Linked DNA regions of Danio rerio: region 2 is linked to region 1. Evidence: chromatin contacts called from public HiChIP or PLAC-seq data. All regions are on one chromosome and are shown on one strand. The core of a region is the stretch at or near the end of the contact, and the rest is flanking DNA. Distances in the headings are between cores, read along the strand shown.

Region 1 (6,739 bases), core at 2,828-5,327:
AATTAGAACGCTGCATTTCTCTTGGTTTCATCATGTATATGAGATTATAACGAACACTTCCTTGGGGTGCAAAAATATAAACACAAGCAGCTCATAAAGGAGCTATTTGTATGCGCACAATTAGATTAGCTTGTATTTCAGTTTATAAAAGTGGTTGATTTCACGGTGGTGCAACTTTTGGTGCATTTAGCGCAAGCCTGTCGGATATGAAACTGTGCTTAATTCACTTTAGGACTAATCCTAGTGTTGTTTTGGATGGATTGACGAAATGTCCGTAAATTAATAAATTCATCAGGGCTTCACTAAAGGGACTTTTTGGACTTTGAACTGTTTGGTGCACCACCAGAGGGAGTGCTCACCTGTGAAATGATGACTGCACCAGCAGTTGAGGGCTCCAAATGTTTCAGAGGGTCTCGTGCCTCCCAGGGACAGAGCCCTGATCAGGCATATGCCAGGTAAGGGGTGATCTAAGAGGGTTGATACATCTGATACCTCTGTTGTCAGATCAGGTTATGTGTCTGATGTCTAAGTGTGCTCCTTTCAGCAAACCACAAAACTGTGTGGCTCAAAGTTTTGGTGAGAAAGCAGGGAAACATGCTTTGATCAGTTGAATTTGTGTAACTCCAGTGTTATTTTAGATTTAATTGTAGCCCTATATATATATAACCCCTATTTTCTGTTTAATGGAAAGAAGACACATTTCTAAACATAATTTTACTAACAAATTTCTAATAATTGATTTCTTTTATAATTGACATGATGACAGTAAAAAAAAAAATCACTATTTATTTGTAAGATAAAATTCAGATGAAAGTGATATTTAAAGGCTTAACTAGGTTAGGCAAGTTAGGGTAATTAGGCAAGCTGTATAATGATTGTTTGTTCTGCCGACAATGGAAAAAAAAATAGAGCTTAAAAGGACTAATAATTTTGACCCGAAAATTGTTTTAAAAAATTTACGACTGCTTTTATTCTAGCCGAAATAAAACAAATAAGACTTTCTCTAGAAGAAACAAATATTATTGGAAATGATTAAAAAAGCAAATTCCTTGCTCTTTTAATCATAATTTGAAAAATAGTTGAAAAAGAAAAAAAATAAATCACAGGAGGGCGAATCATTTTGATTCAACTGTAAAGAGTAACGGAATTATGACATTTACTCATAAATCAATAAATAATAAAGTAAAAATAAACTACTTTATGTACAATCCACGAGAGGCCACTGTGTACGCTTTTTCAGATCTTAAATTTCTCTCGCTTTTCATGCCTGCTGTTCCCTCATAAATCCACCAGACGTCACTGTCGACTGACTGACTAATTGACTGACCCACCCTACCCCTTTCCAAAACCCAACCAATAGTGTTTTCAAAACCACAGATTGACCCGCCCACCAATTTTCCTAAACCCAGCCGACAAATTTGAAAAGCAATTCAGAAAATGAAAAAGCCCTCGGCTGATTTTTACCACATGCTAACCCTTTTGTTTACTTGTTTATTTTATTTTTGCCTTCTGTTTTTGTCTTACCTGCTTTCTTGAACTGACTCAAACCCCGTCATCATAGTCATCTCTCTGCATCTGTAGTCCACCTGTGTACATGGTGAGCTAACTGGACAATCATCATACTGCCCCGTAGCATTGAAATGCAGCCATATGTATTTCTGGCTACATAACTAACGATCTCTGGACATTTATATACAGCTACGTTTTCAGAATAAGCCTATGTTTTATTTCTGAGATGGGAAGATGGGGTAAAAATTACTATTAGTTGGGTTTAGGGAAGGAGGGGGTGAGGGATTGGTTGGTCAGTCAGTCAGTCAGTCAGTCAGTCAATTGAGAACGGCCTCTGGTGGATTTAAGCAAGAGCAGCAGGCGTGAATGGACATACCTCCTAAGATGTATTTGGTGCTCTCCAGAAATGTATATAGGGGTGTGTGCACAACAAAAGTGTATAAAGTATTTTCTAATTACTGCTGTCTGTTTCTCTTTTGCTATTTGTTAAGGCAAAAGTGCAAAGGCAATGGTTTGACATGGCTGTAAATAAATAAAACTTAACTTTGTCCTTATTTCTATTTGTTTGCTCTGGAACCAATCACAGATTATTGAAACTGAAGATTGAGAAGCTGTGCATGAGAAGGAACGTAAGCACTGAACACCTGAAAAATCTATATAATAACTATATAATAACTAAACTAAACTATATAGAGTTTATATATATATATATAACATTATATGGCTGTAACATTATATGGTTGAAAAAAATCTCTCAGCCAATCAGATTTGAGAGCCATAACAAATCTACAAGTTTTTTTAGTATTCATTTATTTATTAATCATTATATACTATCATTTTGTATTAAGTGGCCTTAACTAATACGTACTTACATTAAAAGTAATCATTTGTTACAATGCAATTTTTATGTAAATGTATTTACAGTGTACTTATGATTGATTACATACATCATTTCTGTAAATACATCTTTAATTACACTGTTGACCTTCCCTTGCACCTTAGACCACCCCTAACCCTACCCTGTATCCCACCTCAAGAGCATCAGATGTGCACTGCAATACATTATGAACACAGTAAGTACATTGTATTTTTTGATGCAAGCACATATTAGTAGTGGAATGAACCGCCAACTTATCCAGCATATGTTTTACGCAGAGGATGCCCTTCCAGCTGCAACCCATCTCTGGGAAACATCCATAAGCTAAAGACAATTTTAGCCTACCCAATTCACCTGTACCGTATGTCTTTGGGGGAAACCGAAGCACCCGGAGGAAACCCACGCCAACACAGGGAGAACATGCAAACTCAGTACAGAAATGCCACCTGACCCAGCCGAGGCTCGAGCCACCAACCTTCTTGCTGTGAGGGGACAGCACTACCTACTGCACCACTGCATCGCCTACATATTAGTTAAGGCCACTTAATATATAGTCGGACCCATGACTTTCATTCATTCATTCATTTTCCTTCAGCTTAGACCCTTTATTCATTAGGGGTTGCCACAGTGGAATGAACCAACATCTTATCCAGCATATGTTTTACACAGCGGATGCCCTTCCAGCTGCAACCTAGTACTAAGAAAGGACCCATTTTTTATTTTGTTTTATTTCTTCTCTGTAAAGCCCATTACGATATTATGATATTTATGACTAAAAAATTCTGTTTGTTTTATAAATATACAAATACATTTTGAGAATGTTTCCTTTAGTGTTTATTGCTTAGTTCATTCTTTTTTGATAGTTTTATTCACATATTTGCTGCAAAACCTACTAAAAACTATTTTTTTTGAATATGTAAAAAATGCATATTATGATATGATATATATTATATATATTATAATTATATATTATATACTTTTTAACTGATTGTGTGTTATTTTGATCTAAAATGAAAGCCCATTGAAACAGCAGGAAACAGTAATATAGTAATAAAGTGCTTTCTCTCTGAGTTTGAGTGAAAAAGAGAGCGTATGCCACTCAGTTAATTTTTAAATCATATATATATATATATATATATATATATATATATATATATATATATATATATATATATATATATATATATATATATATATATAGTATTTGTTTATAAGTAAACAAGTACATTCTGCAGAATGTTTTCTTTATTTATTATTTACAAATTTTATTATGATTTTATTAACAAATTTGCTGTAAACCTATTGTAAACAACAATTTTCTGGATAATATTTAAATGATATTATAATATTACTATAATAATATGTACACATAATAATTATATTACAATAAATAATAATAATTCTGATTGTAAAAATATTTTGTATGATTACAAAAAATAATAACTTAATTATTCTTTTTAGGTGACGGTGTATTATTATGATCTATGAAAGCAGCTCATTGAAACGGCAGGAAGCGGTCCTCATATAGCTCTATGTGTGTGTGAGTGTGTGCGTGCGTGAGAGAGAGAGAGAGAGAGAGAGAGAGAGAGAGAGAGAGAGAGAGAGAGAGTGTCACTCATATGTGTGTACAGTGAGTTGAGTAATGAGCGCGAGCGCGGCTGTCTGTCTGAGCGCCTTCTGCTACCTCTACAGTACAGGCTGGAATAAGCAGACAGCGTCTCCAACAGCGGAGTCATGATCCGCCGTCTTCCCCGGGACTCATCTTCCGCTCGGAGAACCACCGACACACCATTGTGAGGCATCTGATATTTAACCAGCGGCTTTACTTCGGGCCATCGCATTGGTCGCTTTAACGCAGCCGGGGAGGATCTTGCGCAGTGGCGGCGGACACTTCGGGTGATGTCGGCTGGCCGTCACTCTTGACATCGGCCTCTGCTCGCAGGACGCACGGCGGAATGGGGTAGGAAAGCTTCGCGGTCACGCACCCACACAAGCTCGGCGTAAAAATGCCCTGACAGACCGCGTCGAACTGTCACGTATGGCGGCGCGTCGGTAGCGTTGCGCTCCGGCGCTGAACTCGCCGTCACAGCAGCAGCTGTAGGGGATCCTGGAGTTAGCCTCGCCTGCTAACTGCCTCTTCAGTGCAATGGATGCTAATGAGCTGACGATAGGCTCGGGCCCGTCTCCATGTGACCGTAAAAAGACAGGAAAGACTTGTAGCTGCTGCTTTAGAGCGAGTTAGGGCTTTTCGACTGTCGTTTGAAGGTCTGAGTTTAAGGAAAACGCGCGAGGCTGTTACAATGTCGCGACTGATTGGCAGAAAGAGGCAGGCACTTGAAGAATGTGACGGTGAATGTGGCCGCTGCTCTCCATCAAGTCAATAGAGAAGCGGTAGTAGTACTGTCAGGCGTTAGCTTTCTTATTGTGGAAAAGTGCGTTGCGAACTGTCAGGGCATGCATGCAGAACATTTGTTTCTCTTTGCATTTTGAATATTGTGCAAATGAGTGTTGTGCATACACACACACACAGTGGCCGTTGCATCACATACCAAAATATCAATCCAAGAAGCATTTACTGTAAACAAAGAGAGCACAAGCACTGTTTGTAAGCCAAACACAGACACATAATTTGTACACTGTTCAGAATGTTATTGTTTATAGTTTAATAATGAGTATTTTTAGATTTAGAGTCCTCATTTATGTCATAAATTTGATCTAAACTTGCATTCATCCTTTTTGAAGAGTTCAGATGAAGCGCTAGCTCCTTTCTGTGCAGTAGTAATGAATGGGGATTGAAGCTCGTGAGCTTGAAAAGGAGACCAAAATATTGTAAAAGGGTTTCATATACTGTACGACACATGGATGATATTCTAAAGCTCTTAATAAAGGGATAGTTCACCCAAATCTGCAAATTCTGTCATCGTTTACTCACCAAACTTTTGTGACTTTCTTTATTCTGTTAAAAACAAAAGGGGTATTAAGAAGAAAACCGGAAACCTGCTTACTTTCATGGTGTTTGTTTATAAATCAATCATTACAGGTCTTAAGCATTCTTCAAAATATCTACTTTTGTGTTCAACAGAAAGTTATAATGGTTTTGGACCACTTGAGGGTGATTAAACAGTGAGCAAATGTTTATTTTTGGATGAACTATCTCTTTATACAGATTTGTGTGAGGAAATGTATCAAATTTACCACCAGTGATGCTTTGCGTATGCGAGTTTAAATCAAGTCTTAATTTTGAACGAATCATTCAAACTGGTTTTGTGAGCTCGATCAGCAGATTCATTCACTCAGGAATAATTCATTCATGAAGTTTTGTGAATGTGCCAAGGAGAACTAGGGCAGATGTGGAGATATTCAATAAGCGGTGGCTTTAATTGTATTCTTTTTGTCACACAAATCTGTTGTATAGTTTCAGAAGACTATGGTGGAAGTTGTATAGACCACTTTTATGGTACTTTCACCCAGATTTGTTTGCAATCTTGCTGCTTGGCATACCTAGTTGTTCATAAAGTGATCAGCACATACTGCATTGAAGAAAGAAAGAAAGAAAGTCATATAGATTTGTATATAATGTCAAAATGTATGTCTTGGCTGAATTATACTAACTACACCTTTGTGAATATGAGGGAAACTCAATTAAGATGACTTTTAATTGGTGGTTGACCAGGGAAATAACTACAAAACGATTTAGGAAAGTGCATTTCTTGTTTGCGAATGACCTTTACGTTGATGTTTTTATTTTCTAATAGACTTAAATTAAAGTACAAGTGTTTGAATGATTTTCTGGATCACTTTAGATGTGTTTACCTCAGTATATTATCTGATATTCCTATGGAAAAGCACATGGTTGATTGATTAATTGATGAAGATGCTAGCCTGATAGACTTTTATGATGATGTAGTAAACACTATAGACATTGGGTGGGGGTGTGTGGGGGGATTGGGGGATCATCCTTCAATATTTACATGTGGCCATAGTATCATTATACAGTGGCTTGTTTGTTGTTATGATGACCCAAAAACAGTTACATTTGGATGTTGCTCTGCCTTAGCTGTCTAAAAACTGATTAAGGGATTGAAATGATTGAGATGACCTATCAAATCAAAGTGGACAGGTTTACTGTTTACAGTAGCAGAGCACAAATTCCAGCTCAAAGGATCAGTTTTAGTGTTGAAAGAGAGCAAAGATTAAAGTACAAAACTACAAGAATGACTGAAATATATCTAAAAAAAACACAATAGTAACGCAAACTCATTATTGAAAATGTAGTAACATTTAAATTAATCATGTCATAACTGTATTTAATGAGACAAGCTGTGCTTTGCATGTTAAACATGTCAAATAAAA
Region 2 (6,429 bases), core at 2,760-5,259, 300 kb before region 1:
TTTACAGGGACACAAAGTTGTATAATGACATGGGTATGACTTGGTTATAATCTATTAAGGTGGTTTACAGGGACATACCTTGTGTCACTGTAATTCACAGCTCTTAAAAATCTGACTTATCTTAGGTTTCCTGTGAGAGTTTAGGGTAGGGCGGCTATATAATAAGCAGTTTTTAAAGCATAAAGTTCATAACACCTATGGAGTGTCCGTGTAAACCATGTAGCTATATAAGTGTGTGTGTGTGTTTGTTTTTGTATTATCTTACTTAGTTACAAGAGTGTTTTGGCTGCTTGTTAAGTTTTTGTTATCCCTAGATACTGTAAGACTATAGACTCATGTGGGATTTTGTTTTATGACCCAGCAGGCAATAATTGTGTCAGTTTTGTCACTCTTGAAAATGCTGCATGATTTCCAATATGAATACTGTCTGTAGTGCAGATGTGGAATAAGTTATTACTATTAAAACGTTCCACAAAAGTACATTTAAAGGGATAGTTCACAAATAAAAATTTACTCCTCACACTCAAGTGGTTCTGAAAATTGAATTCTTCTGTTGAACACAGAACAAGATATTCAAAACGTCAGTATTTTACGTTTTGTCAATTTAGTAGTTAATTCATACAATTTCAGTCATACAATTTTTAAAAAGAGGCGTAGCATCAAACCCCACCCCTAAACACAATTGTCTTTGTATGATGAGCAAATTTTACTAAATTGTACGAATCAGATCGTATAAAGTTCGTACAAAATAGCCACACACAAAAAAAGTTACGAATTGCCATGAGATATCGTTGGATATTCTAAAGCAGGGGTGTCAAACTCAATTCCTGGAGGGCCAAAGCCCTGCACAGTTTAGTTCCAACCCTGCTCCAACACACCTACCTGTAGGTTTCAATCAAGCCTAAAGGACTCAATTAGTTAGATCAGGTGTGTTTAATTAGGGTTGGAACTAAACTGTGCAGAGCTGCGCCCTTTTGGAACTGAGTTTGACACCTGTGTTCTAAAGCTTTTCTTCCTGTGTTTTTCAGTATATCTCAATAGAAGAAAGAAACTAAATTGGATTTGAAACTGGTAATTGATCATTTAAACCAGTGGTCACCAAACTTGTTCCTGGAGGGCCGGTGTCCTGAAGATTTTAGCTCCAATCCTAATAAAACACACCTGAACAAGCTAATCAAGGTCTTATTAGGTATACTTGAAACATCCAGGCAGGTGTGTTGAGGTAAGTTGGAGCTAAATCTTGCAGGACACCGGCCCTCCAGGACCGAGATTGGTGACCCCTGATTTAAACTTTATGATGGACTTCCTTTAAATTAATACATACAGTCACCGGCCACTTTATTGGTACACCTTACTAGTACCGGGTTGAACCCCTTTTGTCTTGAGAACTGCCTTAATCCTTTGTGGCATAGATTCACCAAGTTACAGTTATTAAAGTTGCAGTTGTCTTTCTATCTGCTGAAACCGGTCTGGCCATTCTCCTCTGACCTCTGGCATTAACAAGGCCCACAGAACTGCAGCTCACTTGATATTTTCTCTTTTTCTTTGTAAACCCTAGAGATGGTTGTGCGTGAAAATCCCAGTAGATCAGCAGTTTCTGAAATACTTAGACCAGCCCCGTCTCGCACCAACAACCATGCCATGTTCAAAGTCACTTAAATCACCTTTCTTCCCCATTCTGATGCTCAGTTTGAATTGCGGCAGATCGTCTTGACCATGTCTAAATGCATTGAGTTGGTGCCGTGTGATTTGCTGATTAGAAATTTGTTCTAACGAGCAGTCAGACAAGTGTACCTAATAAAGTGGCCGGTTAATGTATGTCTGTTTTAGTCTTTAAATATCAATTCTGCATATTTCGTCCAGGCCTAAACCCCTATACTGCATTTTATGGTCAGAAAAAAGTGGAAAAGGCATGAAATGTGGTTGCCAGAAACTCTGTTATCACTAAAAAGCTGATATGCACTCTGGACTCGCTGTGGACGGGCAAACGTTTTGATCTGATCTCATGTCCCGAATCGCCCTTTAAGCGTCAGTGAGCGGAGATCATCAGTTCAGAAGTAAAGATCTACTGCTGATCTCATCATCTGACAGTCCAGCGCGCGTCAAATGCTGACAGAACATAAACCATGATGCCTTTATGGGCCTGGATCTCAAACAGAGGAGAAGTTCAAGTATATTTATGTGCTCCATGCTGAGAGATATGGCAAGCCAATTCAGCATTAAATCTAAAAACCCTATTTGTATTTATTTACACGCGTCAGGATTTTTAGATATATTTTCAGCCCAGGCTCATTCTGATTACGTATCCCCATCTACAGTACATTTCTAGAGATCGTAAAATATATTCCAAAAGCTACTAGAGGCCGCTGTCGACTGAATGCCGACTGACTGACCAAACGACAATATGCGACAAGCCACTGGACAAACTGGTAACAGCAGAAAAGCGGTCCATACGTCATATGGCCCCGTAGCATTCGTTTTAAAGACAAAATGCAGCCATACGTAATTCTGACTACATAATTCACGATCTCCAGAAATATATATAGTTTTCAGAATGAGCATATGTTGAATTTTCCTCTTTTCTTAAATACTGCATACAAATTTGCATACTATCCATCCTAAATAGTATTCAAAAATAGAATCAGTATGTTCCAAATCGTAGTATGTTGAAAAAAGTATGCCAAACGTTCCCGGATTGTCTACTATTTCTTGTAAAAATTTGAATTTTGTTTTGCAAATCCACCAGAGGCCGCTGTGTAAGCTTTTTGAGATCTCAAATTTCTCTTGTGAAGTGGCCTGCTGTTTTCATGTAAATCCACCAGAGGCTGCTGTCGACTGACTGACTGACCGACCGACTGACTGACCAACGATAAAGTCTTGATCAGATATGCGGCCGGCCGGAACTGCGATATGTATAGTAATTATAGTAGCATTTTTAATGAAACTGTATAACAACAAATAATATTTTTACAATACTCTTTAAAACTACTGTTTTTACATTACTGTGATGATTTGGTTTAGGGTTGGGTTGGAGGGTAGACGTTAATAAAAAAATATTTATTGGGTAATTTAATAGATGGCATAAATAATACTCGGTACAACTACTGTTTTTACGTTACTTTGACGGTTGGGTTTAGGGTTGGGGTGGGCGTTAATAAAATACAATAAATGGGAAATTAATAAATAATATAAATAATTCTAGGGTGAAGCAGTGGGGCAGTAGGTAGTGCTGTCGCCTCACAGCAAGAAGGTCGCTGGGTTGAAGTGTATGAGTGTGTGTGAGAATGTGTGTGTGGATGTTTCCCAGAGATGGGTTGCGGCTGGAAGGGCATCCGCTGCATAAAAGCTTGCTGGATAAGTTAGCGGTTCATTCCGCTGTGGCAACCCCGGATTAATAAAGGGACTAAGCCGACAAGAGAATGAATGAATGAATAAATAATTCTCAGTAATTTCCGGCCGCAACCATATCCGATCTAGAAACAACCCTGACCAACCGACTGATAACCCCACCCACCTTATCCCTAAACCCAGCCGATAGTGTTTTAAAAAGCACCAATTGACCTACTCTATTAACGCAGGAAATTAAATGTGAAAGAAATGTGGATGATGTATCGAGATGATTGAACTAAAGCCACATAACTCTGTTATTGAGGAAGTAGTATGTCCCAAAGCTTGCATACTCTTGTTCACAAAAAACTACATACTTTTAGGATGTAGAAGTATGCAAATTGGGACGCAGCATCAAACATTGTCCATGTTTGTCAGTTGCCAGATCTATGTCCTCACACAAGTGACGAATATTCAGATCTCGATGCCTTTTTAACCTCAATCTGGCAACATAAGTTACAACCCAATTGCGCTGTCGATTTCTGCAGGTGGTAGATGTGGATTGAGGTAACCCTTCACCCTCGGAAATTCGAAGACAAGTTCTGTATGGTTAAAACGGCTTGCCATACACACACACGCACTGAATGAGTCCAGCTGACAGTGAGTCTTAAGAATGTCGAACAGAAGGCCAGAAAAACAGCTTTCGAAACCGCAGCTCAACCAGCGACAAATATGTCCAAATTGTGTGTGTGTGTGTGTTTGATTGGCTCACTGCCTAATTCATCTTGTTTTGTGGCCTCTGCACCTGTTGGTCTTTCTCTAATTGAAAAGGGTGGTCTGTACCCGCGGGACCACTATGAGGAATGCAATGTCACAACACTTAACACACACACACACACACACACACACAAACGCGGCGAGTGTTTGAGAAGATGCAGTTCATTTGTGTAAGGCAACGGCTGAACAAAAGCGTTTCATTTCTCCACGCCGCACGACCTTTCGCTCATTCATTATCAAACCAAAGAAACAATGCAAATAAAAAGCACTCCATTTGTTTTGTTGGCATGCCAGACGTGAACGCGGTCTAATTTGACCCAGCAGGACTGTTAGAAAGCCAGTTAAGAGGCATTGCTGGAATCTCCAGAATCTCCCTCCATTGCTGACGGGTGAAGTCAGAGCTTTGGAGAGACGACTGCCATCCAGACACACTGTGGTACACACTCGGTCTGTGTGGTACAATGATTCATCCAGAAGTACTTTAAAATGCGGTTTGTACATGACCTGAAGATTTAAAAAGTGTTAAAAGCATCAAGGGGCGGTGCAGTGGGTAGCGCTGTCGCCTCAGAGCAAGAAGGTCGCTGGTTCAAGTCTCAGCTGGGCCAGTTGGTGTTTCTGTGGGGAGTTTGTTTGTTCTCCCAGTGTTCGTGTGGGTTTCCTCCGGGTCCTCCGGTTTCCCCCACAGTCCAAAGACATGCGCTATATGGGAACTGGGTGAGCTAAATTGGCCCTAGTGTATGTGTGTGTATGGGTGTTTCCCAGAGATGGGTTGCAGCTGGAAGGGCATCTGTTGCCCTTAACATATATGCTGGATAAGTTAGCGGTTCATTCTGCTGTGGCAACTCCTGATTAGTAATGATTAATAACGTAATCACGTTTGCTGTGCCAGTTCGTCATTTTTCCAGGATCTTGTGTTGTCGTGACCAGTCCTGTTCTGCGGTGCATTTCCGAAAACATTTGTTAGCCAACTAAGGTCACAAGTTGTCATTACAAGCATAGTTCTGTGATTTGCTGTTTCCCAAATCCATCGTTCCAATGAACATTCGCAAACTGCGTCGCAAACTTGCTATGCTTGCAACTACAACTCTGGAGCTGTGAGAAACATAGTTCTTGGCTGTGTTTTATTCCCATTTACCCCCCCTCTGCCCTATTAGTTTAGAATCTTCTAACATTTAAACTTGGGATGATTAAAAATAAAAGAGCATTAAAGTCGTCTCTCTTTGGTGTAATTCGTTTTCAAAGTATTTTTACAGTTCAGTTTTAGCGATCTTCATGCTTATAATTGCGTTCCCTTTGCAGTGCACTTTGAAAACATTGATGTCATTTTGAAATCAGCCGTGGTTCGTGACGAAAGCTATAGGTGACCTATTATTTAAAAGGGGAATTAACATTACGTCTTCAAAGCTTGTGAAAATAAAAAGCATACGTGATACACCATTGTGTATCCACAGTAGTAATGTTTGTTTTGTCATTAATGTATCTATTTATTTATGTATATACTGTAAAAGTCATTTATTATCACTACTAATGATTGGGTTTGAAACAAAATAACATCAACAGTTGAGAAAGCATGCGCTGTGGGTTACCATGGTCATACTTGTTGTGTTTACTTCAGATGCTACTACGCTGCTCCTGAGGAAAGACACTGAAGTTTTCTTGTGATTTTGTTTCTCCTGATAATTCAGGCACTTTAATCTGCCTACGAGTTCCGCGGCCGGGACCCGTAACACATACATTAATGCTTTTAACTTGTAGTGGGTTATTTATTAAGTATCTGTGCTGTATATGACATGGGCCTGCTGGTTAGAACATTTCTGTAGAGGTTTGCATGTGTCAAATTGTAAAAGTAGACTCTTCAAAAAATGAAAAATAAATAAACGATATCCTACTTAATGATAATAATCATCATCATCGTCATCATCATTATTTATAGTATCATTAAAGTTAGATTTTTTTATTTCCTAATAAATAATAAATATTAAATTTCATTTCTTAAAACAATCGCCTCAATATTTAGTTATTTGTATAATTTATATATGATATTAGAATACGTCTTTTGTAAGTGATTTTGTTTTAGAATAGAATATGGAATATTCTCAATAACATTAGCAATGCAAACACAGGCCCCATATGTGCCATTTACATTTCAGTTAATATGCGAGTGCATGTTTTTACCTAAACTAATTTTGGATTTTATTTAAATGCGTGTGCGTGTAAAACAAAAGTTCTTCTCTAAAGAGGTTGTTACCACCCCATATAGTGCATCTTTATGGGCGTTTTACGTTATAACTAACGTGGTTTAAATGATAGATCTGCGACAGAGAA

What was found. HiChIP or PLAC-seq counts read pairs in DNA pulled down with a chosen protein or histone mark.
Region 2: a contact with region 1 is called in an H3K4me3 HiChIP or PLAC-seq map of embryo, with 3 times the contacts expected there. The contact joins the enhancer-like site here to the promoter of bcl9l in region 1. A contact is called at or near these places in 4 of 18 Hi-C or Micro-C datasets (embryo, fibroblasts and hematopoietic stem cells) and 2 of 4 datasets of contacts at active chromatin or transcription factors (caudal fin and embryo).

Annotation. Positions count from the first base shown.
Region 1 is chr18:46,949,964-46,956,702 of GRCz12tu, reverse strand. It overlaps bcl9l (bcl9 like), which reads left to right and starts at 4,077. Exons shown (of 9, transcript NM_001005575.1): 1 at 4,077-4,346.
Region 2 is chr18:47,252,606-47,259,034 of GRCz12tu, reverse strand. No RefSeq gene overlaps it. Among named protein-coding and RNA genes, the nearest start is that of pimr179, 5.0 kb to the right of the region's middle. Within about 2 kb of position 4,009, at least 3 of the 62 cell types and tissues checked have an H3K27ac peak or open chromatin away from gene starts, as enhancers often do.